Linked DNA regions of Mus musculus: all the other regions are linked to region 7. The links are chromatin contacts, called in public Hi-C and promoter capture Hi-C maps. All regions are on one chromosome and are shown on one strand. Each heading gives the region's core, a stretch centred on a gene start, on an enhancer-like site or on the middle of the called end of the contact. The rest is flanking DNA. Distances are from core to core; before and after follow the strand shown.

The links. Promoter capture Hi-C pulls out the DNA fragments that hold promoters and counts their contacts. A called contact is a pair of places that touch in the nucleus more often than the background predicts. Capture Hi-C pulls out chosen DNA fragments and counts their contacts.
Region 1: a contact with region 7 is called in a promoter capture Hi-C map of liver, with 6 times the contacts expected there. The contact joins the promoter of Zfp473 here to the promoter of Nomo1 in region 7. A contact is called at or near these places in 2 of 39 promoter capture datasets (liver and pre-B cells), 1 of 484 Hi-C or Micro-C datasets (muscle stem cells), 2 of 115 datasets of contacts at active chromatin or transcription factors (astrocytes and thymic regulatory T cells) and 2 of 9 other capture datasets (adipose tissue and liver).
Region 2: a contact with region 7 is called in a promoter capture Hi-C map of liver, with 5 times the contacts expected there. The contact joins the promoter of Syt3 here to the promoter of Nomo1 in region 7. A contact is called at or near these places in 2 of 39 promoter capture datasets (liver and pre-B cells) and 2 of 9 other capture datasets (adipose tissue and liver).
Region 3: a contact with region 7 is called in a Hi-C map of CD8 T cells, with 9 times the contacts expected there. The contact joins the promoter of Clec11a here to the promoter of Nomo1 in region 7. A contact is called at or near these places in 2 of 39 promoter capture datasets (both in liver) and 1 of 484 Hi-C or Micro-C datasets (CD8 T cells).
Region 4: a contact with region 7 is called in a promoter capture Hi-C map of liver, with 6 times the contacts expected there. The contact joins the promoter of Fam71e1 here to the promoter of Nomo1 in region 7. A contact is called at or near these places in 2 of 39 promoter capture datasets (both in liver), 2 of 484 Hi-C or Micro-C datasets (B cells and liver) and 2 of 9 other capture datasets (adipose tissue and liver).
Region 5: a contact with region 7 is called in a promoter capture Hi-C map of liver, with 6 times the contacts expected there. The contact joins the promoter of 2410002F23Rik here to the promoter of Nomo1 in region 7. A contact is called at or near these places in 1 of 39 promoter capture datasets (liver), 2 of 484 Hi-C or Micro-C datasets (CD4 T cells and regulatory T cells) and 2 of 9 other capture datasets (adipose tissue and liver).
Region 6: a promoter capture Hi-C map of liver shows a contact between it and region 7, with 3 times the contacts expected there. The contact joins the promoter of Myh14 here to the promoter of Nomo1 in region 7. A contact is called at or near these places in 1 of 39 promoter capture datasets (liver), 1 of 115 datasets of contacts at active chromatin or transcription factors (pancreatic cancer cells) and 2 of 9 other capture datasets (adipose tissue and liver).

The regions. Positions count from the first base shown.
Region 1 is chr7:44,746,085-44,750,047 of GRCm38.p6, forward strand. Zfp473 (zinc finger protein 473) reads right to left here and starts at 2,265. Exons shown (of 5, transcript NM_001289836.1): 1 at 1,826-2,265. Vrk3 (vaccinia related kinase 3) reads left to right here and starts at 2,545. Exons shown (of 15, transcript NM_133945.1): 1 at 2,545-2,567.
Region 2 is chr7:44,382,265-44,386,276 of GRCm38.p6, forward strand. Syt3 (synaptotagmin III) reads left to right here and starts at 1,862. Exons shown (of 11, transcript NM_001114116.1): 1 at 1,862-1,912; 2 at 2,542-2,685; 3 at 3,692-3,857. The coding sequence starts at 3,707. It also overlaps a transcript of 1700008O03Rik not described here.
Region 3 is chr7:44,304,931-44,308,956 of GRCm38.p6, forward strand. It overlaps Clec11a (C-type lectin domain family 11, member a), which reads right to left and starts at 2,029. Exons shown (of 4, transcript NM_009131.3): 1 at 1,689-2,029; 2 at 1,343-1,544; 3 at 899-1,090; 4 at 1-56. The coding sequence starts at 1,835. It also overlaps a transcript of Shank1 not described here.
Region 4 is chr7:44,494,404-44,498,051 of GRCm38.p6, forward strand. Fam71e1 (family with sequence similarity 71, member E1) reads left to right here and starts at 2,192. Exons shown (of 5, transcript NM_028169.2): 1 at 2,192-2,327; 2 at 2,512-2,630; 3 at 3,100-3,230. The coding sequence starts at 2,285. Emc10 (ER membrane protein complex subunit 10) reads right to left here and starts at 2,015. Exons shown (of 7, transcript NM_197991.3): 1 at 1,853-2,015; 2 at 405-477. The coding sequence starts at 1,966.
Region 5 is chr7:44,245,025-44,248,636 of GRCm38.p6, forward strand. It overlaps 2410002F23Rik (RIKEN cDNA 2410002F23 gene), which reads left to right and starts at 1,698. Exons shown (of 6, transcript NM_025880.4): 1 at 1,698-1,799; 2 at 3,228-3,271. LOC115486841 (a small nucleolar RNA gene) reads left to right here and starts at 3,066; the gene lies at 3,066-3,156.
Region 6 is chr7:44,669,154-44,673,088 of GRCm38.p6, forward strand. Myh14 (myosin, heavy polypeptide 14) reads right to left here and starts at 1,690. Exons shown (of 42, transcript NM_001271540.1): 1 at 1,647-1,690. 2310016G11Rik (RIKEN cDNA 2310016G11 gene) reads left to right here. Exons shown (of 5, transcript NR_152106.1): 2 at 46-149; 3 at 510-680; 4 at 1,281-1,446.
Region 7 is chr7:46,032,003-46,035,923 of GRCm38.p6, forward strand. It overlaps Nomo1 (nodal modulator 1), which reads left to right and starts at 1,694. Exons shown (of 31, transcript NM_153057.4): 1 at 1,694-1,970. The coding sequence starts at 1,830.

The sequences.
Region 1 (3,963 bases), core at 1,015-3,514, 1.3 Mb before region 7:
ACTACCAGATCTCTTACCAAAGTCAGACAGGTCTGCCTTGCTCGCAGACTTCATGATAACGATACACAAGTTCCTATGTAACCTTTCACAGGTGTAACCTTCTGCTACTTCCTTATCTAAACTCGCTCTCCAGTGACTAAACGCTTCAGATTTCCTCTCCTTGCTATGCCATTGTCCTAACATTAACCAGTGGAGTTCTTGTAAACCAGCCTAACCCTAATAAAAGACATTCCACTATATGATCCACTTTCATATTCACAAGTTCAAATACAAGTTTCCTTGGTTGTCTTTTAACAATGGACTTAAGGTTGTTTCTCATTTTACTATATATATACATATGTAAATATATATATATACATATATATATATATATATATATATATATATATATATACATATGTAGAAATATATGTACGTACACATTCAGTATCCTAGACAGAAAAAAAAAATCCCTTCTTGCTCCTTCTGCTCCATGAAAAGTTTTTGTCCTCCTTAAGCTCATCTTAAAGACTATTCATGCTGTTAACAAATTTATCTCTTTTATAAACTTACAAACTACAGGAAACCCACTCCAATCTACTTCTTATGGACTAAATAGTCTCCATCCAGGTAAGTACACCTGCCAAGCAATAGCCTACGTTCTCACTGGCTACCTATTCCAGAGGGTGAGATTGCTCTCCTGTTCCTGGGATTGGGACTCCTCTTACCCCAAAGACCTAATTTTTTTTCTCCCAAACGTACTTAACTTTATTCTCTACCTCCTGTGTGTGTGTGTGTGTGTTTCAGCATCTTGCCAAATCCAAGCGTTTACTCAAAATCTACACATAAGACAGCTCCAGAGAAACAACCCATAGATGCTCCAATTTTCTCTTACAGCCACAGATACTTCTACTGGACCTGCTCCTTCTGATCTATCCACAGTTGGTTCCACAGACCCTGAGCAGCAAGGACACAGCCAATTCTCCTAAGACTTCACCAACATCCCCACCCCCATCTTCTTAGGTTTCCCAGAGACACACTGCCCCAATAACAACAGAAAGTTAGCTAAAGATCATGATGACCCTATTTTTTGCTTCACCGTTGCCTCTTTCTAATTTTTCCTTTTTTAAAATTAAACCAAAACAAAGGAATGTTAGCATTTCTTCTACACTCCACTCCACAGTTACCTGGCAAAAGCCAGGTATGCCTGACTCACTATAAAAGGGGCTGCTTGCCCCTCAGTCCCCACACTCTCTTCCTTCTCTGTCCCTTCTTGCCCTATTCCCCTCTCTCTACACGTGTTCATGGCCGGCCTCTACTCCCTCTCCCTACCTTTCTCTGTCTCTACTACCTCTCAACTCCCCTCCCCATGCCCTAAATAAACTCTATTCTACACTATACCCACTGTGGTTGGTACCTCAAGGGGAAGGGATGCCTCAGCATGGGCCCGCAGAGGCACCCCCTTCCCCAGCACCATACCTCGCCCTACCAAACATATCCCTGGCTTCCCTGGCTTTTTAAATAGAACATAACAGTATATATTTGAGATGCTCAAATAATAGATACAAATAATCTTTCCTTTTAAATTTGTTTATGACTGCTTCAAAGTGCTATGTGTGTACACCTAAGTGCCTTTAGAAGCCCAAGAGGGGGTTTGATACCCCGAAACTGAAGCAATAGATGTCTCTGGGCCATTATTGTAGGTATTGGTCGCGAGAGGAAACCCCCGCTTAAGAGCCGGGCCTACGCCCGGCTGTGAGCACTCAAGGGTTCAGCATTCTGTCAGGGCCTCCCACCCCGGCCACAGAGGACTAAGGCCATGGGCGCCTGGGCTTAGTCTCCGTACCTCGGCATGGCTCCGTGTCTCCGTACCTCAGCATGGCTGGCAACCCAAAGAACATATGCTTTCCAGGATCCCAAGAAAACCCAACTCCTCATGAGGAGGGCTCCCTCAGAGTACAGGGGGAAATTCCTCCGAGGAAGTTCCGGTTCCAGAAACTTCTCCTCAAATTTATCCCACCCAGGTAACTCCGCGCCAAATTCCAGGACCCACCACCTGTGGTCTCCACCCACTGAGCCCTCTAGGAAGTAGAGAGGAAACAGATTCATGGCTAAGTGACACCAAGGTTGGATGGCCCACTACCCTGTTATAGGACTACTTTCACCTTCTACACCCCGAAAATTCCATTTGGAGGTGACAGCGGGTTGCCATAGATACAGTTTGAAGGCAAAACTGAGATTACAGAGAGAGCACAGAAGCAAGGAGAGTTTAAAAATGACAACAGGACCTTTGATTGGTGGCTGTCACGTATTTCATCAAGATTGACGTCAGACATGCGCAGTAGAAGGAAAAGCCCGCCCCAGAGAAGGCCGAATAACGGTGAGCAATTAGGGGGATGGACTAATCAGGCGTGTCGCTCAGGCTTCTGGGAAATGGAGTTTCCAGCAGGGCACAGCTTGTCCGGATGCCCTGTATTAGAGGAAATAGGCCGCGTCTGCTCGCTGCTGTCGCACGGCCGGTGGGGGATGCGCGCGCAGCCCCTCCTTCACCCTCCCTCCCCGGAAGTTTCTGCGGGGCAACTGTAAAGGTGAGTCCAAGTTTCTGCTCCGGATCGGAGTGAGAGTCCGGGCCGTGAGAAACCCCGGCGCCCACGGCTTTTTCACAAGTACAGTGATGAGGAGCCGCTCGCCCGGCAGCCTGTGACGTCACTGCCTGAGGAAGGCGGAGGCCGACCAAGGCTGGGGTTCGGGGGCGGGAGTGGGGGGAGCACCCACTTCCTCTGTTTTGCTGGGAAGGTGTTGGGCGGAGCCTGTGAGGAATGTCAGACACTCCGCCTCCGCCTCCACGGGTACCTCGTCACTGGTTTCTTTGGGATTGTGGGGCCCGGTCCAGTCTCTGCTACTTAGGGAAGTGTTAGTCCCACACCTGTGGAATTTAGCCTTTGGTACTCTGCTGTGCTGCGTTCCTGCAACAGGAGCATAGATGGTAGCAAGCTGATGGTCATACGTAGGATAAATGAACTAAACAAATGGGTGCATAATAAAAGCCGACTTGAGTATCAGTAGTCGGAACTGAATGTGCAGCCTTAGACAGGAGACCTCAACACTCAAGATCCGAGCACTTACTGTATGCAAGGATCTGTGCAACAGACACTTATTGTATTATATACCCGAACTGCCACCTCCCCTAGGAGTAGCTCTAAACTCAGCAATGTTCTAGCACTTGGGAGGCTGAGTCAGGAGGATTTTTGAGAATAGTGAATTCCAGGACAGCCCAGGATGGACTACATAGTAATGGGCACCTCAGTTTAATTAAAGCTGGATGTACGCTTGGGTAAGTTTCAAATGCTGGGGGATCAAAAGTTCAAGGTCGGCCTAAGCTACATGAAACACTGTCTTTAAAAAAAGAATCCAGCCCTGCCTAAGGACTGGAGAGTTGGTTCAATATTTGAGTGCTTACTGTCTTCCGGAGGACTCAAGTTGGTTCCCAGTTCATGACTGCCTGTAACCCTAGTTCTAGGGAATTAGGGATTGGCCTTCACACGGGTTCATATGCACATAACTGTAGTGAAAATTCTGGAATTTTCATTTCTTTAAAAAAAACACAGAAATATAAGAATATGTTTTTGTTTCAATCCCAGGAGTGGGGCTATGGGGCTGCTTCTCCGCAGCTGACTAAGCTTTGCCTCCTGCTCCAGCAGCTCATGATTTTGCCAGCTGCACATAGTTTCTACAACTGTGTGACGTTTGGAATTCTGGGAACTTCTCAGAGAGTCTGTAAATACTAGGGCCTCAACTGGGTACCGTGAGAGTTGTTTGGTGGGGGTGGGGGATGGGGGGGGTATTGCAGTTTGTTAGTAGTTGTGCTCAAAGAAGAAATTAGATTCAGAGTTCTTGATCTCTCTCCCTCTGTCCTTCTTTCTCTCCTACCTAGGGATAGGGGGTGAAATGGGAAGGGGAGAATAAAGGCAGGAAAAAGAACTC
Region 2 (4,012 bases), core at 612-3,111, 1.6 Mb before region 7:
GTAGAAGCAGATAGATCCATGGATCTCACAAGCCAGCCAAAAACTGAGACAGATGACACCCTGATACCTGTACATCGCATGTGCATGCATTCGCACGCACATACATGCACATACATGCACACGTGTGTACCAATTATCATCATCTTAGTGGGGTGTAGTGGTACCAGCCAGCAGTACTAGCACTCAGAAAGCAGAGGCAGGAGGATTACTAGTTCTCATCTGGTTTGGACTTCAGAGTAAAGCCTAGTGTCCAAACTTTTGTTTGTTCGTTGTTTGTTAATTTAAAAATCGTCCTCATTTTTAAAGAGAAAAAGTAAGGCAGTTAGGAACTAACCCAGCGGAAGTCATACAGTGTGCTGAGCTGGCATTAAACACGCATGCATTTTCCCGAGTCGCACAGATGGCTGGTTCTTGCTGCAGCTGCCTCGCAGCATCTGAGCTGCCTCAGACTCACAGTGTTTCTTTGAAGATGTGTCACGTGAAGCTGGCAAGCCCATCTGTGTGCACATTTCTGAGTGTGTGTCACCGCCTGGTCAGGCTGAGCTCCATGGCTGGCATGGAGCTGACTAGCCACTAAGGCCGTTCGCCGCACCTTTGGTGGCCAGGCCCCCGTGCATGCTTCCTCAGACTCCTGTGAGAAGATGCTAGCAGCATAAACATGGACCCTGGATGGAGCCAGCTATCTTTTTCGGAGGCTTCTGATATATAACAACTGCAAATTGCATGCATACGCTACAAGGGGAAGAGTTGCTTTGAACCCAGAGTCTCAGATATGCCAAGCAAACACTGGTTTTTTAGGCTATCAGACCAAGCGCTTTGCTTTCCTGGGAGATTCTACTAGACAAAGGCTCCACTTCTCATCAATGCCCCCAGCTCCTCACTGGAGGATTCTAGACAGGGCTTCTACTGCTGCACTACATCCCCAGCTCTCTCTTATTTTTGGACAGGGTCTCACTCAATCTGCAGAGGCTGGTCTTGAACTCATCCGTAGCCCAGGTTGACCTGGAACTTTCTATCCTCTTCCCTCCCCATCCAGAGCAACTGGGATGAAAGGTCTCTGCCATCAGGCCTTGGAAGCTGTGTTTATTTTGTATAACTGGCTGGCGGGAGGACAATAGCAATTGAGTGAGACACTAACTTCCAAGCCACCCCTCTGGGCTGCTTTTGTGTAGATCAGGACCTCGTGGGAGGAATTGAATCTCCACGGGCCTCAATTGTTCTGTGAAATGGGAATACCTTGATTGCATTCATCCTTATACCAAAGTGAATATTCCATGAGAAGCCATCTTCAAAGCTCTTAACTCCTAACATTGGTAATGGTGAGTGGCAATTTTCATTAGCTGCTATTAATGTGGTAAAAACCGGATGCTCTGTGCCTGTAAGTAGTCATTAAGCACCCACTTGGTGCCAGTGTTTTTGATGCACACTGACTGGTTTCTCAAACTACATCCCTTAGGAGATAATTTCATTGTATTGTGCTGGACATCGGGATCTGGGATGCTAAGAGTCTCAAGGGGACTAGGGCAGGATTCAAATCCAGTGCCTGTGGCTCTACCTAAAATATGAGACTTACTGTGGCCAGCTTTCATTCCAGCCTGCTCAGCTGTAAACCCTGAGATCTTGCTCCCTGGAGAAAGGAGTTTTTGTGGCCTGGGACCTCTGAATCCTAACCTTCTAGTTCCCTCAGGTGGCCTCTCAACTGGGGCGAAACTGCAACCAGAGTCCAGGGAGGTGCACACTAGGGCCATACGGATTTTGGCTTTTGGGTTGCATGGGCTGGCGGGGGAGGGGGGGGGAAAGGGCTTGGGAGGAGCCGAGGAGCTGCGACAGGGGTGGGGAGGAGCCAGGCGGGCACCGCGGCAGCGGGCAGGCGGGCGCGCGCGCGCTCCGGGCTGCAGCAGCCGGGGCTCCGGTGAGTCCGCCCCTCCCCCTCCCCCGCCCCAACCTCATCCCAAGGGGGCGGCCCCAAGTGGGGGCGCGGAGGTCGGTGCAAATAGGGGCGCATCTGGAGCTGGGGAGCTGAGTCTGCAGTGCCAGCTGGACGCTCCAGGGGAGGGGCACGTGGCCCTGGAAAAAGGGGGATCTTGATTCCAATACACCTGGGTGCACTTCACCCTTGCCCACCCATCCCCAGAGTATGGGGATTAGTGACCCATCTCATGACCCCTAAGTGATTAGAGCTACGTGACCTCTGGAGATCTTGGACTCCTTTCCCCTCTCCTGCAGCGTCTTGGGACCCTGACATTTTAACCCTTCCAGCACCACTCCCCCAAAAAATCCCATATTCTGCAGACCGGAGACGCATTGAGGACTTCAACTCCCAGCAGCCCTTGCAGCTCTGGTGCGATAAAGCTGCAGTAGCACTAGCAGCAAGACCAGCTGGGAGTTGTAGTCCCTAAGCTTTTAACTAGCTGCTGGGGGCACGGAGGTGGGAGGGGGCGGCTGGACCTCACCGGGGTCATCTGGGGTCGCGCAGCTACTTCGAGTCGGGCAAGATGCAAAGCTTGGGCTGATTTTTTCCCTCCCGATTTGGGTCCCTAGATCAGTCACCAGCCCCCCTTCTTGCCACCTGGCAAGCGTGGAGACCGGTCCGCAGCGGCTAGGCTCGTCCACCCTGCAATCCCCATGGGCTACCGCCCCCCGCCGCCTCGGCTGCCACCCAGGACAAGGCAGGGGTAAGCACAGGTGAGTCTGACCCTGGCCAAATGGCAGTCAGTCTTCCTTAGCAGCCTGGCTTCTCTTGACTGTCTGGCCCTCGTTCTTTCCCTCGGGGGGGGGGGGGGCTCTTTCCCACCGATGTCTAATGTCTAGCTCCAAACCTTACCTTGTGTTACTCCCTCCTCGCCCACCTCCACCTCTCTCTCCTGTTCTCCTTTTTTTTTTTTTTAAACTGACCATGCTTCTGTCTGTCTGTGTTCCCAACTCTCTTCTCTTGCCTTGTATCTGAGGTCTCCAGCCATTGTCTGGTTGTCCAACCTGGAATTCAGCATCTTTTCTCTCTCTCTTCTGATCTACCTGTGTCTCATTGGAAGGTATTTCTGCCCACACCCCTGCCTCCCTGGCTTCACTTCTCTCTGTGTGTGCACCATGTCTCGGATATAATGAAGTACACGCTGTTCCCCAGCCTCTGTCCTGAACCTCTATACTCCGAATTCTGTGTCTATCTTTCCCTGGCTACCCGACTTCACTTGGTCCTTTCCTCTTATCTCTATCTGTCCTCTTAGCTCCCCTTCTCTCAGCTCGGGGTTTCTGCCACACACCTGACTCTCCTTCCTCTGACCCTCCAGCAGTTTCCCACCCTAAGCCTCCCACCAATGATGTTGCAGCTGCCCAAAATGCTCTTACCTGCCACAGCCTGGCTGCCTACTGTTGATGGCTGCCTCCAACCTTCCTTTGGGTCTCAGAGTACCCATCCTGACTTTCAGTCTGTGGCCCCTTGGGGGCACATTCCTTTCGTCTGAGAGTACCTTGCCTTTTGGTGTGGCTCTGTTGATCCGTTTGCTCCTTAACCACTCTCATTAGATGGTGACCCCAAGAAGTGACTATAACATCTGTCATTTTCATCCTCTAATCCTGGTCCCCGAGCCACCACCTTCTGACCTTTGCCTCCCTACCAGACCTTCTCCCTCCTTCTCCCTGCACCTGTCCCTGTCTCTTTCTGCAGCTCTGCCCACCCCACTCTTAAGTATAGGATCACGTGGCCACTATGTCTGGGGACTATGAAGATGACCTCTGTCGGCGGGCGCTCATCCTGGTCTCAGACCTCTGTGCACGGGTCCGAGATGCTGATACCAATGATAGGTGTCAAGAGTTCAACGAACTGCGGATCAGAGGATATCCCCGGGGTCCGGATGCAGGTCAGAACCCCAGCTGTCCCAACTAGCCACTGACTGCTACCCAACTCCATAAGGGCAAAGACTTGGGAAGGTCAGAGCAGAGCCACTCAGCTTTCACTCCCTTTATGGCTAGCTCCATTGAGAGCCTTGCCTCTGTCTTTGCTTTATCTCCAAAC
Region 3 (4,026 bases), core at 779-3,278, 1.7 Mb before region 7:
GAAGTCTCGCGAGAGCAGGAAGCACTTGTGGCCAAGGCGCAGGCCCTTCAGGCAGCCTGTGTGTAGGGTGAGGCGGAGTCAGAACGTTGCGGGTAGGAGGGGGCGAGGCCAAAGCTAGGCCTTTAGGTGATCAATGAGGTGGAACCAAGGTTGCAGGAGGGGAGAGAGGGCGGGTCCGGTAGGTAGAGGGAGGAGCCTGAGCCGTCGAGCGGTGCCTGGGGTGGAGGACGGGGCCAGGTGAAGGAGGGTCATAAGAAGGATGGCCAATGAGGTGGTGGCAGGCTTACTGAAGGCGGGGCCAAAGAGCTAAGGCCCGGAAACCAATGAAGCAGAGCCAGGACTGCAGGGGGCGGTTTTATAGCGACGGGGGCTAAAAAGAGGCGGAGTCAAAGTTAGAACCGCGGTGACCAGTGAAGCCAAGACGGGAGTGCTGGGGGCGTGGTTAAAAGGAGACAAACCCTTCAGGGGTGGAAAACCATCAGGAGGAGCCAAAGCGCTGAGGACAGAGGAGGCGTGGATAGTAGGAGGGATTAGAACTTCTGTGACCAGTGAGGCCTGGCCAGGCTGTCAGGGGCAGGGCCAATGCTTTGGAGGGTTGAAAAGGGTGGGGCCAAGGGGAGCCTCGTTAGAGCAGTAGTGTGTTAGTGAAGTGGAGCCAGGGCCTTCGGGGGCGTGGCCAGGGTGTAGGCGGTTCCAGACTATGGGTGGGGCTTTCAGGGTGTGGCACAGGTTGGAGCAAGAAAAGTCTCACCCACCTCACAATCCATCTCTAGATGTGCCAGCACCTCCCAGTTCTATGTGGACCCTCTGGTATCCTGATACCCGTTTTCTCCAGGTCTTCAGACCTCCATGGGTCTCCTCCTCCCACCTAGGCCCTCTTTGTGCTGCTGAGACTCACCCTCCAAGCGGCCGTGCTCCTGCTCAGCACGGTCCTGGACCTCCTTCAGGGCTTGCACTGAGTCGCGGGTGTCACTCGCAGCATCCCGCAGCTGCCGCAGCCCCTGGGTCAGCTCAACCACACGGGTGTCCAAAACGTGCAGACGGACGTGCAATTGGTGTAGGCCTGCATCGAGGCTGGCCAAGCGGCCCACTGTGAAAAGACAGAAGGCACAACTAGAGGCACAATTAAGGGCTCTAAGGACATGGAGGGCACGGCCCTCAGACTCCCAAAAGCGGATTGGATGAGGCGATCTGTGGGATGTGTGACCATGTCTATGAAGTTCAGTGGGTTAAACTCTTGACAGGCAGACACATCTGGGGACCTTGGGCCCCTTTGATGTGTCTGGCCTCCGAGTTGGGTCAGTGCTTGACAGACAGGCCACCCTGGCTTCTGAATACTCACAGATGTAAGTGACAGTGTCCTCTGGTGTGGGAGAAGGGCTGGGGAAAGGGTTGGGACTAGAAGAAGGTGCTGTGGTGATTTCCTCTTCCTCTTCTTCCCCTTGAGTCTCTGTGGTCTCCCAGACCTCTTTGTCTTCAGGGTTTTCAGCAAGATTATCCTCATTTCCCACCCCAGTGGGCAGCCCTAGGGCCTCCTGGAGATTCTGGGTCAGAGAATGCATGTCAGTTTCCTTCCCGCCTACCCTCTCAGCTCTTTTCTGAACCCATTGTTCCATCTAAACCCCCTTACTTTTCTTTACCCATCTGAACACTTCATCTCAAGCCCACAGTGCCCCTCCAACACTCACCTTCAACATCTGTGACTCCCGCTCTCTCTCCTCCTCCAGGGCACCTCCCCAGCCTCCCTCCCACTCCCTCCCAGGACCTCGGGCTCCATGACCAAAACTCAAAAGCTGAGGGACCACTAGGGCCCCCAAGAGCCAGGCTGCCTGCATCCAGCTGGGCTTCCCAGCACCCAAATAGTAGAGAGGTCAGAATGCCAGGGGTAGGACTGCTGTATAGACCTAGCAAGTGTCCCAGTCTGGTGGGCAGCTCACAAGCCCCTTGGACCTTCTTTCTGCCAGGCTTTCTCTTCTGCCTTCCCTCCTGATCTGCTCTGTCTCAACTTTTGATCTCCTCAGCTTCTCTTGGTGAGTCTCCCCGCCCCTATTGGCTTCCAGGAGGCTCTGCCTCTGTGGCCGGAAACCTCCAACGTTCCAAAGCCTGATCCCGCCTTGGGTCTACCCACACCCACCCCTTGCCACTTTCCAGACCTCTGCTTCTGCCCTCTTTCCTCCCTTTTGCAAGTACAAGCACTTATATGGATAAAAGGAAGATGGGGAAAGTTTTCCAGGGCATCCTTGGTACTGGTAGGCCTCAGCCTTGGTCCAGGAGTCTTCTCAGAACAAAGCAGGCTATGATAGGATGCCAGCTTTGGACTGTTCACTTCTCTCTGTCTTGGCCATTCCTGAGGAGGGGGCACACTGCAGAGAGTATGCTAAGGTTGCTATTATCCTGTGGTCACCGCTGACCACACAGCCTAATGAAGGGGACTCTTCTAACATTCTCAGGCTCCGGGGCTCTCCCATCCTCTACCCAGATGGCCTGTCCTGGCCCTACCAGCCCTTGTATGTGGTGCCTGCTTGTGGGGATATGTGTGAACAGCATGCATGTGTGCTGCTTAAAAGGTGTAACTACAAGATTCTCCTGCAGGCCAGGCCCTGAGCAGGTTGATGCTGGGGTGGGAGGGGTGGTAGTGAGCCCAGTGGTTCCCCCATCAAGGGAGGAGAAGGGTTGACAGTCAGAGCAGGTATCTCCAGTATGTATACTAACCAAGCACTGGCCGTGAGTAGAGAACCCTCTGCAAGCTGCCTTATCCCAGCCTAGACCACTGCAGTGGCCTCCCCTTACTCTCCCTCCTTCTACAGAGCCCCTCCAATCTGGGCTGCTTGCCTGCCGCAGCCAGAGCAATCCTTCCAAACCATAAATCAGATCACATTACTCCCCACGCCCCTGCCTCCTCACCTTCCCATCAGAAGCAGGAGAGAAGCCAAACCGCGGTCTCCTCGGTCCTCAGTGCAGCCTGCAGGGCTGGGGCCTGGGAGAGAACCGTTTTTTCTGCAGTCTCACCTCATCTCCCCTCACCCTCCATCACCACTCTGTCCTTCCTAGCCTTTTCCTCCTTCTGCAAACTCTTCCCTCAGCTCTTTCTCATTACTGAAGCCTCAGCTCTGCCCACCATGTGAGATGCTTTCTCAAAATGCCCCCTTTTCTTCTAGGTATGGTCCAACCAGTATGGGCTTGTTTATTTACATCTGTCTCTTGCAGACCAAGGCATAGATTTTGGGGCTACTTCTGTATCCCCAAATCAAAGCAGGACTTCCTAGCACCTAGTTGGTACTCAGTTAAACTGATGAATAAGACCAATGTTACAGCAGCTTGGTAAAAGGCCTTAAAAATCAGACTTTTGTGTTTAGGTTGCACCGGAGTTCTCAAGGTGTCTGCCTGAGTGCAGGCGCTGAGGGCAGTGGAAGGTTCCAATGCCAGGAGAGTAGATGGCCATGCCTTACCCACACCATGCCAGGCTCATGAGTCCTGCAGAGCTTTAGTCCCGCAGGTCCTGCCAATTCATGAGCCAAAGATCTAGGGGCCCAGGGTTTGCAAGGAAAAAGCAAAGAAGCTCAGAGAGGAGACATGGCAGCCGTATGGAGGTCACAGGTGTGGCATCATGTACCAAGGCTGCTGGCTCCAAGCAGGTACCTCACATCTGCCCTCAGCTGCTGTGAGTCCCATGAGGGGCCTTGTAAAGGAACACACCAGTTTTCAAGAAAGCCTAGTACGCAGAGGGCAGAGTGACCTTGGGCAGCCAACTGATTCTCGGAGCCTCTCGGATGCTCATCTGTAGCACGGAGGTCTCTCTTCGGAAGCTGGAGACCTCCATATAATGCAGAGGGGCTTTGTAAACTGCAGAATGCCTCATAGCCGCTCAGTGTATGTACCAGCACCAGCAGCTGTTCTCCATGGGCGCAGCTGCTCGGCACCTGGGTGGGTGCATCAAGATGAGGGCCTCTCTAAGCTGGGTACCAACTCCAGTTTATCCCAGGATGCCCCAGAGAAGCTGCAGCTGAAGACAAACTCAGAAACTAT
Region 4 (3,648 bases), core at 942-3,441, 1.5 Mb before region 7:
TTTTGGATGGGTGTTACTAAGAACCTATCTTCCAGGCACTGGAATGAATGACAAATGGCTAGTGGGTACCAAGAAGGCTGCCTGGCATGAAATAGTTTCTTTACCCATCACACATGTACATATGCATGTACATATGCATACATATGTATGAATCAGTATATGTGTGGAGTGTACATGTGGTGCATGTGTATATATTTACATATGCATATATATGTATATGTGTATGTTTATAATCTTCATTAGCAGAAATGCAACCCAGGCCCTTGGGCACACTGACAAGCACTAAACCCTTGAAACCTTGAAGCCACAGGCATGGGGCATCTAAAGACAAGTCCTCTCCTGTCTGTGCTTTCCGCCCTCGCCACCAAAGGGCAGGCGTAAGGCTGAAGACACACTGATCTCACCGAGCTCAAATGAATGCTCCAGCAGCAAAGCCACGGTGCCACAGCCCTCAGCTTCACGGCCATCGGCCCCGGTCTGCAAGGGAGACAAGGACCCCAAGTAAGAACCACTCACGCTCTGGGCGGGGCAGAAGGACAGGCTGAAGGACAGGCCGTAGCTGCATGCTCACATCCAATCACAGGTGCTCTGCCCAGGACTGCCTCTCATGACACAGTCCATTTCCATAGCCCAAAGAAAACTCTAAAAGCTTGTTATTCTCATGTCCAATGCCCGGGTCGTTATCTTTTTGTTGGTTTTTTTGGTTTTGAGAGTCTCAGTGCACAGCCCGAGCTAACCTCTGATTCACAATTCTTCTGCCTCCACCTCTTCGTGCTGCTACTACAGGTAAATACCACCTTGCTCTGCCCCCCACCCCAGGTCATTCAGGTTTTCATTCACGAGTTCACTTCCTTTGCACATGCTAATACTCTGACCATTCACATTGGCAAGAAGCCCACTTCTCTCTGGCACATCCTAGATCCACACTTTCTTTCCCACGGTTCTGAAGCAGAGTCCCACTAAATCACTCCCTGATCCAGACCGGAGATGATCCTCCTGCCTACGTCTGCTGAGCGCTTGGGGTTACACATGAGCACCACCACCATCAGCTTAATTTCTTTGTAATTTTTCTTTTTTTAATTTTGTGTATGGATATCTGCTGCATGTACCTATGTGCCCTGTGTGCATGCCTGGTACCTGGTGTGCCAGAAGAGAATGTGCAATCCCCAAAAACTGAAGTTAGCAGACAGTCGTGAGCCTCTAGGTAGGTGCCAGAAAGCAAACCCAGGTACTCCAGAAAAGCAGTCAGTTCTCTTGGCCCTCATTTCTCCAGCACCCTATTTTTGGGGTTTTTTTGAAACAGGACCTTAGGTAGCCCAAGGTGACCTTGCACCCCACACCCAGGCCTAAGCCTTAGATGTCTTAATTTCAAGCTTCTCCTAGCCAGGCATCCTACAGCACTCTGGCTCCTGAAGGACCTGACTTCTTCGTGCATATTCAGAAACATGATTCCAACCCTAGCACTAGAGCACTGCTTCCTTGCCATATCTTTATTAATTACTTATTGAGTCAGGGTCTCACTGTGTAGCCCTGGTTGGCCTAGAACTCCCTTTGTCCTAGGCTGGCCTCGAACTCAGAAATTCACCTGTCTCTGCCTCCCGAATAGGGGTATTGAAAGCGTGCACCATCACACCCCCATTTTTGTATTTTTGAGACAATCTCAAGCAATCCAAGCTAGCCTCAAACTCCTTGATCCTCCAGCCTCAGCCTCCCAAGCACGGAGATGAGAGGCTAGCTACCACTACTCCACGCAGCTCAGGTTCCGAGCAAACCACATCCTCTCATGAATATTCATGATGGGGTCCATCTAGCGCCCACAGGAGGCCGCCCCGCCCCGGCCACTAGCACTCACCCCACGCGCGGAGGCCCCGACCCGGCAGCCGCTGCCTCGGGCTCTGCTAGGAGCCGCGGCTACCATCAGCAAGAGCACTAGCAGCCGGGTCACCCCGGCACCCGCGGCCACCATACGGGAGCGTTGAGAAAAACCGAGAGCCATACAGCCCGCTAGGAAACACAGGGTTCATCCTGAGGCTCACGCGCCTGCGCCGCACGCCGCGCCTGCGCACTAGCGCCCGTCCGCCTGCTCCCGCAGTCAGGGCGGCCATTTCTCCATCCGGGTCTCTAGGGCTCACGTTCCCGGTGACACCACCTGGGAGAGAAGTGACGTCGTTGACGTCACGGAACGCCGGGCACCCTATTGTAAAGTCACAAGCTCTAGGCCCCACCCTTTATCTGTCTGTCCCAGGCTTCACTCGGCGTTCCTCCCCAGGGCCGGGGCGTGGCGATGAAGGGCGGTCGAGATCTTAAGGCCGCTCGGGGCGGAGCAGGTGAGACCAGTTCTGAGGGGATGGAAGGTGACAAAAGGACTTCTGCCTGGAGGGGTTGGCCCTAGAGAGGGAGCCGGGGAAGGTATGGGACCAGCAATGCGGAGGCCGCTGCCCCGCATGCGCCCTCGGTCAGAGTTCATGTACCTGGCATCCTGGGATGGATGCTCGCGCTTCGCCCCTGCAGACCGCCCCCTGGCTCCAGCCTACGCCCCGTGCCGCCCTGGGCGCCTCCAACGCCACCTCCTGAGCGGCGAGTTCGACCAGCTGCGCGACTTTCCCATCTTTGAAAGCAACTTCGTGCAGGTGTGGAGCCCCGGACCTCCGACCCGTTGATGTACGGATCTCCCCCATCATTTGTCGTTCTTTCCAAGTGATCCACATCACCTCTGAGCCCGCTGGGCTTTTTGTGTCTTCAGAAGCCTTTGTCTCAGTTTCCTTGACTGTACACATATGGTTCTTGTCCTTTAATCCTAAAATCTTTGGCCCACAAGCCTTTTTTTTTTTTTTTTTTTCCTTTTTAGAGGTAATATGGCTGGTACTCTGGGCTTCACTCGTTATTCAGCAGGAGCTCTACCCCTTAGTCACACCCTAGCCCTGCACCGGGGGATTCTAGGCATGTGTGCTTATATTCTGAGCCACATTCCCAATCCCTAACCTACTGTTCATCTCCCCTAGTTCATGACCTTTCACTCTGTCAAGATCCCCAAGACCCAATCAGATTCCTGTTGAGTTCTGTTCTCCATCTATCGATCCTCTTAACCTTTGGCCCCAGGTGACCCGGTTTGGAGAAGTCGCCAACAAGGTCACCATGGGGGTGGCAGCCTCTAGTCCTGCCCTGGAGCTGCCAGACCTGCTGCTGCTGGCCGGCCCTGACAAGGAGAATGGACACCTGCAGCTCCTCGGGTGACTGCCCCTCTAAGTCCCAACTTCCTCCAACCTCCCTGCCGCCATTTTGCCACCCAGGGACCAAGATCACCACCAAACCTCTTCACTAAGAAAAATGGCAGGGCACTTCACAGAGGTCAGAAGTCAGGCGAGATGAGGGAGGACAGCCCTCAGTGGCATCACAGGGTCAGGATGGTGGCTGTTTACACAGTGCTTTCTGCTTTCCAGGTACTCTGTCCCAGAGAGATAAAGTAAAGCTCAAAGACTGGGCCCACGGCCCAGGGTCCCACAGTCCACTGTCCACTCTGCCCCTCTTCCTGAAAACTTGTGAAAATCAATACCACCAAGTACAAACCTCACATAGAACAGAACACCCCTTCCCCCAGCCTAGGCCTTGCCCTGCCTCAGCTGCATGCAGGAAACGTGTACACGCTTA
Region 5 (3,612 bases), core at 448-2,947, 1.8 Mb before region 7:
GGACAGGCACTCTACCAACTGAGCCACATTCCCCAAGCAAATGCGTCCATTTTTAAACAGAGTAACAACTCTGTCTTATACTAGATCTACAAGTAATCAAATAAACAGTGTCAATACTGTGCAGACAGATGCAATGTATGTGCCCATAGATGAAGGTAAGGGGGTCCATGCTATGGGGAAAGAGAAAGGTGTCTTATTTTTCTGTTGCTATGATAAAACACCCTGATAAACGCCACGTAAGGGGACAGGTTCACAGTTCAAAGTGCAGTTCATCACATGGAGAGGTAAGGTGAGGGTCAAGGAGGCAGGAGCTTGAGGAGGCTGCTGGTCACACTGCATCTGCAGTCAGAGGGACATTTACACTGGTGCTCAGCTTTCTCCATTTATGCAGCCCATGGTTCCCCAATAGTGGGTGTGCCTTCCCAGGTCAACTAACCCAACTAAGATAACCTGTGCATGGTCAGCGGCTAAGCTAACCTAGATAACTCTCCACAAGGTATGCTCCAAGGCTTCTTTCCTAGGTAATACCAGATTTGGAGAAGTTGACCATATTAACCATCAATGTGGTAACGGGAGCCAAGCACAGAAGCAGACAGGGAGCTTTCTGAGCTCAAGGCCAGCCTGTTCTAGAGAGAGAGGCCTTGTCTCATCAAACTATTGACTTTCCTCTGGTGTGAGCCAGCAGCAATAATGGAAACTCGTTTACCTAAGAGAAGAATCTTTCCCTTTACTTCAGACCACTAGGTTCCCAGGCCAGTCTCCCCAGCGGAATGAGAAAGAGCCCTAATGAGCAGAGGGCCAGCTAAACAAAGAATACTCAGGTCACATTAAGGAATCTAGAGCTTGAAGAGTGTAACATAGACTATTTGGAGGGCAAAATGAAGAAAGAGAGAACTGGTATGAGGTGCAGACTTTTAAAAAAAAAATGTTCTATGACTTCTGTGGTTGAGGACCCACTTCGAGCTCATCCAAGTATTCAGAACCCTGACCCTTATCCCCCAAGACCTAGGGGTTCCAGCCCTCCGCCTCCTTCCTCAGACCCAGCAGTCCTTATCTCAGCCTCCAGATTCAAACCCAGTAGTGCAGCCCTCCAGCCTCACGCCCTCATACACAAGGGTCCAGACACCACCCACCCTCCCTCACACCCAGGGGTCCAGACCCCAACCTGCCCTCTTTCTGGCACAGGGAATTCCCCTCCTTTCCGCCCTAGCGTCCCCGCTCCGGGCCCGCACATCACAGAACCCAGCCCTCTAACTACACCACACCCATGGTTCCCTAAAAGTCTGCCAGTGTGTGCTGGTCCTGCCTCCCGCGCCGCAGCTGCGACTACTGCCGGGTGGGCCCTTTTAGCGGACCCCAGCTTCTGCAGCAAAAACGAGCTAGCCTGCCGCGCTGGCAAGTCGGGGGATTTCCGGTTCTGGCCAAACCCCCACCCCATGGGGGGCTTTCTCGTCCCGCCCTCTCCTTGGGAGCTGTCTAAGAGCTGCCTGACGGAAGTAACGGAAGAACCTTTCAGATATGTTCTTCATTCTCTTCATCCTCTTTGGGAACAACGTACCTTATCACCTGATCAGGAATGTCCTAAGGGCAACAGACGTTTATTCTTTCTGCCACCGTGAAAGCAGGATCCCCGGCTCAGGCGTAAGTGTGGGCTACCTCAGGGCGGGGCCCAAGAGCCGCTGGAGGCGGGGCCTTGCGAGCGCGATGGGTGGGGCTGACGGGCAGCGCGCGCTATAAATGGGGACACGCGGCGGTGGCGCGCGCCTGTGGCGATCGCGTGTGAGGTGAGGTCTGTCCCGGTGAGTTTTTCCACGGTGTTGGCCTCGGTACCTTCCAGTCGGTGGTGCTGCTTTGCACCCTGGGAAGCACGTGTCCCGAGGTGTCCGTGGCCTGGTCACGGGTGTACCTGTCGCGCGGACGGGCTCAAGGGCGCTGCTTGGGGCCGCGGGCGTGCTCGGGCTGGAACCAGGGTTTCTCTCGAAGGGGCGGATGCGGGTACTTTCGGGACAATGCCTTTCGCCAGGTTTGTGGAGCTTGGGATGCCGGGCCAGGCCTTCCTTTGTCTTGCCTTAGCCGGGCTACGCCATTTCTGCTGCTCACGTCGCGGGTCTTGTCCGCCATCTTCCCGGTTTTTTTTTTTTTTTTAGGCGACAGGGAGGGGGGTGTGTGACATAGAATCTTTCCTCCCAGTGACAGCCCCGTGCTACCTGCAGGTTCTCTCCGTAGGAAATCTCTACCACTGCCCCTCCCCCGTGTGGGATTTTGGCAATTTTGTGCAACCTAGAACACATGAGGGCTGGAGGAGGATGGGGTGTAGGGGCAGATACACGATACGGAGTTACCAAGGCGGAAGTGAGTGCACGTGGAGGACTGGATTGCTTCGGAGCAGCAGGTAGGAGTAGACGAGGAGGAAGGGAGCCAGGCCTTTGTTCACCTGCAAGAATACTAATACAATGGCTACAGGATGGTCTTGTAGGGCCTGATGGTACAAGCATTTTCGGTTCAGCTACTCAAGTAAATTACATATTTCTCCCAAAATATTTTAACCACACCTTTGCCTGTAAACCAATCTTTTTCTGCCTACTTACTGGTCAGTGCCATTATCACACTTGATTAAACTCTTTCCTCTTGGGAATCCTACTGTTCTCTTTGTGTTCCTTGCTAAATCATCTCCCAGACAGCTTTCACAGGGTGGTTCAAATCTCGCTGAGTAAGTCACTGGGCCTTCCATTTATTTATTTATTTATTTATATAAATATATATATGTATATAAGCCTATATTATATATATAAAATCTCAGCAGGGTTTTGCTTGTTTGCATTTTGCTCTGTAGAACCCCCATAGTTCTCCCACCAGGCTCCTCAGAAGGATGTGTGTCTTTGCAGGTTGTGTTTTTCAAGGTTACGAACCAAGACAGAACATCATGTCCATAGGGAATCTCTATGGACCTACTGGACTGGGGAACTTGGAGCCTCTAGTGGATTTTGTGTTTGTCAATCTTTTCTATTGTGTTAGCTTGGCCACCATCCCTGAAGGCAAGTAGCCTTGACATTGCAGAAGGCCTGAGGCTCCTGTGATGTTTAGCACTGGGCTCCAAACACCCTTGAGGACACAGTGCCCCTCCAGGACCTTTGACACCTGGAGATCTGAGGACCTCTAAATTTGATGTTCTGTACCTGTGGGCTGGCCCCACACATAACCCTCACCAAGTCCTTTCGGTATTACAGGTGTATCTTGAAGCCACGTAGCCATCCATCATCATCTTACTGTGGTAAGAGCCTTTACTTTTTAATCTGTCCACACCTAAAATAAATAGTGTACCTTCCTTTTCAGTTACTCTCTATAAGTTGGATTTAATGAACCCGCAATTATAGGGTATTACATATTAAAACTCTTAACTTAAATGGGATCAGTCAGGTGTAGGTAAAGATCCCAGACCTGCTGTTCATAACTCCATACCAGTCAGTAAACCACCTCAATAAACCTGGGTGCTGAATGGAACAGACACATCAAGGGCAGGCACCTAAGTCCTCTGCAGTTACATAGAGAGGGTGGCAGTATTTTCTGTCTTCTAAGGGTAAGGACTGGGTAAGGTACAGAAAGGACCAAATT
Region 6 (3,935 bases), core at 440-2,939, 1.4 Mb before region 7:
TCGCTCTGGGAGCATGGATCCTAACTCCCTCTCGTCCCGACCCAGCGCCCTATGGCATAGCTCCTTTATCCCGCGGATCCCGAGGCTACCTGGGCGCCTGGCGGTAGAGATGGGGAGGCCTCCGAGTCCAGATCCTCTCCAGCACCCAGGTGAGGCCGGCTCTGCGGTCCAGCAAGAGGTGGGGCCTCTCCCGTCAGGAAGGCAGGACCGGGTTCTGACGTCTCCTGACACCTGCCGGGCTGGGCGGGGGGCGGGGCCTGGCACAGCAGCCAGCAAAGATAGAACCTGTTGCCAAGTGGGCGGCTGTGGGCAAAGGTGAAGGGCTGGCACAGAGCCGGACTAAGTATGCTAGGGTTCGAATCTCCCTCCAGCCTTCTGAACCTTCACTTTCTTCGCTAGGAATTGAGGCTCATGAGATCAACAAAAATTATTTGAGGAAAAGGACCCAGGTCTCTGTTCTGTTTTATCGTGGTTTTTTTTTTTTTTTTCTTTCTTTCTTTCTTTCTTAGAATCTCAGTTTCCTGAACCCTGGAAGTGGGATGCCCCAATCCTCAGATATGATGTCAAAATGCTATGCCAGCCTCAGGCTTGGGTCTTCTCCTCAATCGAGAAGGTGATCGAGGAGGAGACATCGGGTGATCATGCCTACGATAAACTTGTGGCTTAAGAGGTGTTAAGAGGTATGGCTTACAGAACAATTTATTTTTGTTTTTTGTTTTTCAGATACAGGGTCTTAAGTAGCCCAGGCTCGCCTGGAACTCATCATGTAGCTGAGGCTGGTCTTGAACTCCTGATTACTATTATGATGTTTAAAAAAAAAAAAAAGCCACAGGGCCAGGCACACCAGGTCCCTGTGTTCCCCACCTCGGTCCAGTCTATATCTTCACTCTCTGTGAGATGGAAACCACACAAACCTACCTCAAATCCATTCTCCTACACTGGAGGGGAGTTTAGTTATACATTAAAGTGCCCATGTCCATTGTGAGGCTTGGTGGCACACTCTTGTCATCGCGGCCCTTGAGAGGCTCAGGCAGGAAGGTTGGGGGTTGAGGTCAACTCGGTCTACACAGTGAGTTCAGAAGCTATCTCCAAAAAAAACAAAAAACACAAAAAAAACAAACAAAAAAAACTCACAAAAAAACAAAAAACCAAAACAAAACAAAAAACCAAAACAACTAACTAAACCAAGTCAAATCAAAACAAACTGGGACACCCAGCCAAACACATCCTTCTCTGTTCCTGTCCCTGCCTGTCGCGACCCCTCTCTCTCTGGTCCACAGCTTTTTCCTCCTCTGACATCTGACACGGTAGTCCTGAGAGCTGGGGAATGGAGACCATGACTCAGGTGTTCTATCATGCAACGTTCCAAGCACTGCCTCAGTTTCCCCTTCTGCAGAACAGACCGTGTGACGCTGTCAGAGATGACCCCAGGCTGTCTGGCACAAGGTGGGAATCCGGGCTGGGTGACTACAACCTTCCCCTTACCTCTCCCTGACCCTGGGGTCGCTTGCACCCAGGGTGAATGTCTTGACCCACCCCTCTCCAAGACCCCCCGCTGTACCCCACCGGCTCCGGCCTCCCCAGGTCTGACAGGCTCTGGCCAACCCTTGGGGCGCACCACGGGGGGGAGGTCCCCGGACACTCACCGGCGCCCAGGGCGGTCCAGAGGCCTCGGCCTGGACAGAAAAGGAGGCGGGGCCTGCAGTGGACGGCCCCACCCACAGGTAGGCATTACAGACCAATCAGCACTTGCTGCGGCCCGCTCAGACCTCGCCCCTGGGGCTCAGTGCTGCCCAATCAAAAAGAGCGGCTGGCGCGCCAGGCCAATCAGAAGTTGGCAAAGCGTGCCAGGCGTGGGAAAAGAACCTGGCCGAGAATGTGCGGCAGTAGGCGGGACCCGGGCCTGATGGCCAGCAGGAAGCACCAATAGAGATGCTTGGGGAGCGGCCAGCAGCTGCTGGTTCAAGGGGACAGGGTGAATGGGCTGCTTTGTAAACAGGCATGAATGGATGCCTTTGTGCGCACCCGTAGGGGGCGGCGGGAGGCCGGAATGCCTGGGTCCCCCGGGAGCCGGCGTGAGGACACACACCAAGAAACTGCTTTTGTAGAGTGCAGACCGTGAGCAGACCCAAAGCAGGTGGATGGGTCAGAATCATTTATTGAGCTCAAAGATGTGTGAAGCGTTTCCACTACGTAATTTCACTAAAGCCTTGAACTTGGTGCGATTGAGACCTTATATGGAGACTCAGTAGAGGGTTAGCCTAGCATGCACGAAGCCCTGGGTTCCACCCAGTCACCTTGCAAAGCAGGAGTGATGGCACCAGAGAATCATTCCAGCCCTGGAGAACTGGAGGTTGGAGGATCAGGAGTTCAAGGTCATCCTACAGCTATGTAAAGATTTCTAGGCCAGCCTAGATTATAGGAGACCCTGTCTCAGAAAACAAAGCAAAAACCCCAACCTCATCTGGAGGACCACACCTACCATCCTAGCTAGCATTGCCGGGCTGAGGCAGGAGGACTGCAATGAGTTGAGGTCATGGGTTTAAACAAAGTGATTGAGAAACTTAGTGTGACCCTGTCTCAAAGTACAAAAAGAGGGCTTAAGATGTGGCTCAGTTATAGGGCACTTGAGCTATAAAGCACTAAGTTTACATCACCTTACTGCAAAAATAAATAAATCAGCAAACAAACGATAAGTAAATACCAAAGTCCCCAAAGCCCTCACCACATAGATACACTCCACCTTGTCTTCCAACTGCTTAGCTCGTGTTGTTTCATAGTCCCTTAAGCACTTGGGTCTGCCTCAGCTTTGAACAGTCTCCTAAACTTGCTGTTTCCTTGTGTATGTGTGTGAGTGTATGGCTCTCTGTGTGTGTGTGTGTGTGTGTGTGTGTATGGCTTTTTTACCTGCATATATGTATGTGTACTGTGTGCATACAGTGCGGTCGGAGGCCAGAAGAGGATGTCAAATTTCCTGCAACTGGAGTTACAGATGATTCTGAGCTGTCCTGTGGGTACTGGGAATTGAACCCAGGTCCTCTGGAAGAACAGTTTCTGCTCTTAACCACTGAGCCACTGCTGCAGGCCTGCTTCTTTGCTTCGGAGACAGGGTTTCATTCTGCAGCTCTGCCATCCTGGCACTCTATTGTCCATTTGGACATGACAGCTCAGGTGTCTGTAGCCAACCAACCGTACCTGCCAACTACGGATATCATCCACTCCATCAAGGCTAAATCTACCCAGCAACTGGTGATGTCATCATCTGTCTTTACTGGCCTGGTTGCAGAGGCAGCTTCAGTTCTGCTTGCTCAGCCTAAGGGGAGGTGAGACTACCTGCATAACAGAGGATGACTGTGAACTTCTGATCGCTCTGCCTTTGCCGCCTGAGTGTAGGAATGACTGGTATGCACCACCACACATGGCTTAGCAGGCTTTGGTTGCCGGGGATTTTCTCTGATCTGCAAACCCATGCCACTCTAATGCCTGCTAACATTTAGTGAGAACACACACAGTTCTAAGCTCTCACTGTACATTAAATCCCACAACATGGACCCACCAGCTCTATGCATTTGGTCCTGCTGCTGCACACATTTTACAGGCGTGGGCACAGAGACCGGGCTGCCTCAGTGAGATCAATTCCTGTCTCTATGATACCACCAGGGATAAGGCAAGACCAAAGAATCAAGTCCAAAGGACGAATGCCCCTGCCTCTAAACCTCTCGCCATCCTCCATTACACCATCCAGAATACATGCTTGAGTTAAAGTCCCAATATGTCTCCTTGGAGACCTTGATACACGCACACACACACACACACACACACACACACCATCATCATCATCATCATCATCATCACCACCACCACCACCTACAGGATACTCTCAGTTATATTGTGAGCCCGTTGTTATCTGTGTGTGGTCTTCTCCTGAGGTTCCC
Region 7 (3,921 bases), core at 444-2,943:
GGATGAATTTCAGGCTTAAGAGAGAAAAAAAACCTCAAAGTGTTTCTATACAAGTTAGAGTTGGGATCAAAATAAAACGTAAATATCTTTTTTAAAAAAAGATTCATTTATTTATTATATGTAAGTACACTGTAGCTGTTTTCAGACATCCAGAACAGGGCATCAGATCTCATTACAGATGACTGTGAGCCACCATGTCGCTGCTGGGATTTGAACTCAGGACCTTCGGAAGAGCAGTCAGTGCTCTTAACCGCTGAGCCGCCTCTCCAGCCCCATAAATATCTTTTTAAATATAATTATGAACTTAGTTAATATGTTTTGCAGAAGAAAACATCATTTAGCCAGGTAGGTGGTATATGCTTTTAATCCCCAGCACTCAGGAGGCAGAGGCAGGGGGATGTAAGTGAGTTTGAGGCCTACCAGGGCTACCTAGTGAGATGAAGTCTCAAAGCCAAGTACAGCATCATTTGTAATGGAAAACCATGTCAACAGAAATACATCATTGGTAATAAAGAAGCCAGATGCACAGATTTCTTTATGTGCACATGTGTGGGTGTGTCAACACAAAACCAGAGCTCTCATCTTAAGGGGAATAATAGATAGTTTATTCTGGAGCCATTTTGAGCCATGGCCCAGGAACACAGATTCCAGATTACCTCAAATTCTATCGTCCATCATGGAAGCAGTGTGAGGTGTCAAACCTGGGACACACCGCTGAGGTGCCTATTTAACATATTAAAGCGGACCTGGCCCCCAGGTTCTATCAGCAACACTCAGCTCCTAACTCTTACAGGGCCACCATGGCTGACATCCCCCATCCCCTGCCCTGAACTCTCCAGGGCTACACCTCTGTGCCTCCTGGCTGCTGCACTTGGTTCCCCTCTCTCCACTCTCCCTTCCCCTCCCTGTCTCTTCTCATGGCTCAGGGTCACGTTCACTCTGGACTCTCCCAGATGTTCCCGCCTCTGGCTGTGCTCTCCCAGATGTCTATAATAAACCTTCTGCCCCAGCACATCCATCAGAGGACGCCTGGAGTATCACTGTCAGGTAGGAAGGTGACCCACATCCTCGGAGACTGAGCTTCTTACTGTTCTCCCCTTAGACTAGACAGTGAGCCCCGGGGGTCCTCCAGTCTCCACCTCCCCAGTGCTGAGGTTGCTGGTGTTAGCATGGTTCTGGGGGTCAAACTCAGATCCTTATCATTGTGAGACACTTTACTGACTGCCGTCAACCCAAGACACCCCCCAACCCCCCACCCTTACTCTCTGGTTACCCTAGTACTCTCTATGTAACCCAAGCAGGGCTAAAGTTGCCCAGGTTGGTTTTGAATGTGCCCTGTGGTTCAGGCAAGCCTTAGACTTGTTTGGCTAAAACAAAATTTTAATATACAGTCAAGCACTGGTAAGAGATGGCGTCGTGGGAAAAAGAACTAAATAACACATTTCTAAAGGGCTTTTTGAAATTACATCTGGCGTGAAATATGTGAGTCAAAAAGACTTGGGCTTTGTTGAATACATTAATCAACAAAAAAGCTCTTAGCCGTGACGATGACTCTGAAGTGGAAGCCTGTCTGGGCTGTTCCTTCCAGAGGCTGCGCAGAGTCCTCCAGGACGCCAGAGGCGCAAGCGGCCATCATTCCGGGCGGATCGCGTGTCGCGTCGGTCTTTCTTGGGGGCGTGGGCGCAGGGCCGCGGCGCGCCTGCGCAGAGCAGCTCCGGGGCGGGTCCTGGGCTTGTCAGCCCAGCGAGGAGAAGGAAGGAGCCGGCTGCGTGCGGTGTGAGGGGCGGGACCGGGCGGGTTGCGGAGGGTAGGCACGCGGAGGCCGGGCCATGCGTGCGGGCCGGTGTGCCGCGGCGCTGCTGCTGCTGCTACTGAGCGGCGCGGGGCGCGCGATCGGCTCCGAGGACATCGTGGTAGGCTGCGGGGGTTTCGTGAAGTCGGACGTGGAGATCAACTACTCGCTCATCGAGGTGAGCCCCGGCCGCGCGTAGCCGGGTGGGCTGGATGACCCTTGGCCAGGCTCTCGGCTGCTCTGCACTCTTCCTCAGCCGCGCCGAGGAGCGGGAAGGCCGAGAGGGTCTGCCCGACCCCGGCTCCCCCATACCAGGACCTCCGAAACTCTAATCTGCCCAACCCATATTGCAGAACTTGGAAACCACACGTGTCACTCTCCGTACTAAAGACCCCAAGGCTCGGACTTACCGCTCCTCCATCCTCCCTGGGATGAATTTAAAGATGATCGATTCCCATTGCTAAGTCCTGACATGGAACAGTGTAACAACCTCTGGGGCTGCGAAGCTGCCCTACCTTCCCCACCTCTCCTTTTTAAAGTTGCCAGCCACCTTGCATAGTTGCTGGAATTACACTAGAGATTTGTGGAGTTATTTTTGACTGAGTCGAAAGTTAATGTGAAGTGGTTATCAACCCGGTGGGATTCTGACCCAGAAAGCCTGTGAGAAGAGGGGGTGGGGTAGAAGTAGACACAGGGGATTGGAGAGAGAGCTAGGCTAGGTTTTCCCAGGAGGGCTGGTAGTGCTGCCAGAGAAAGGAGGGAGATGGGAAGAGGTAAAGACTGGTGCCCAAGGAGGAGAAATGTGGAGGTGCCAAAGAGAAGGGCACCCGAGAGCCCTTTGAGCTGACCCAGTGGGGCCGGGGGGAAAAGGTGAGAAGCCGTTCCCACCCTGAATTCCTGTGGGCGTAGCCTTTCTTCAAACTACCTTTCTTCTAGGTGGGGTTAGAGGTGGTGTAAGATTTCCCGACGCGGAGAATCAACTGTCATCTTCCAGGCTTTCTCTGTAGAGTCCCTCTACCTCGTTGGTTGATTTATAATTGATTTTCCAATTTTTTGAGACACAGTATGGCCTTAGATTTACAATATACCCAAGGCTGGCTTTGAACTCTGGACACTCTTGCCTCTGTTTCCCACAGTGCTGGATTACAGGAGTATGTCCTGGTTCCATGTCACCAGGGGCCGTGCCACCTACTGGCTTTGTAGCATTGGGCATCTCAGAAGCTGCCCTGGAAGGCTTTTCAGCTTGAGCTTTCTGCAGCTTTGAGAGGAAGGAGAGGACAGTCAGGGGTGTCAGAGGACAGTCACCTCACCCCTAAGCACTAACAGGGATTACGAGAGCAGAGAGTAGGTTTTGTGGTCCATTGTGAACTGTGGTGCTCCAGCCTTAGGGCTCCTTGTCCTCCTCTCTGAAGCAACCCATCCTTTTGTAATCTCTGCTTACAACATCAGACATCTCATGCATGTTATCTCCACGGAGGGTTTTCTGAGCTGTACTTCACAAAAGACTTGTACTGCATGGTCCAGAGAGAAGTATGGCAGCCATGCTTTTGATTTTGAATTAATGGGCTTCTTAAATACATGTATAGTGAGAGTTTGAGTTTTTTTTTTTTATCACAAAAAATATTATATGTTGTCATTTTAATCCCATGTGTGGGACATGGGGCTGCCTCAGATTGTCCCCAGTATCTGATGATGATCTCCCTCAGGCACTAGCAGGACAAATTTTGCCAGCTGCAGATAGTTTCTGTGAGTGTGTGACATTTGGAATTCTGGGGACTCTTCAGAGGGAATATAAATGCTAGGGCCCTGAGAGGTGGGGTGTTGGTTGGTTGTTTTAGATATCCTGACAGTAAAGATCAAACTTGCCCTGAGGAACTGGTTGGTCACCCCTAATCAGCAGGAAGCAAGCAGTCTAGCAATGACTTCGCCCCCTTTCCCCTCTATCGGTTTTTCTCTCCTATCTGGTGTTAGGGACTGAAAGGGTGGAAGGAAAGGGGGTGGAAAAGGCTGGAAGAAAAAGAACCCACAAAGTAGCTAAAGGTATGGTTACAATGTAGCAAGCCAGAGTACAATAATAAACAGCAACCAGCAGATACACAGATGACAATGCAGCATCAAAATGAGTGTTC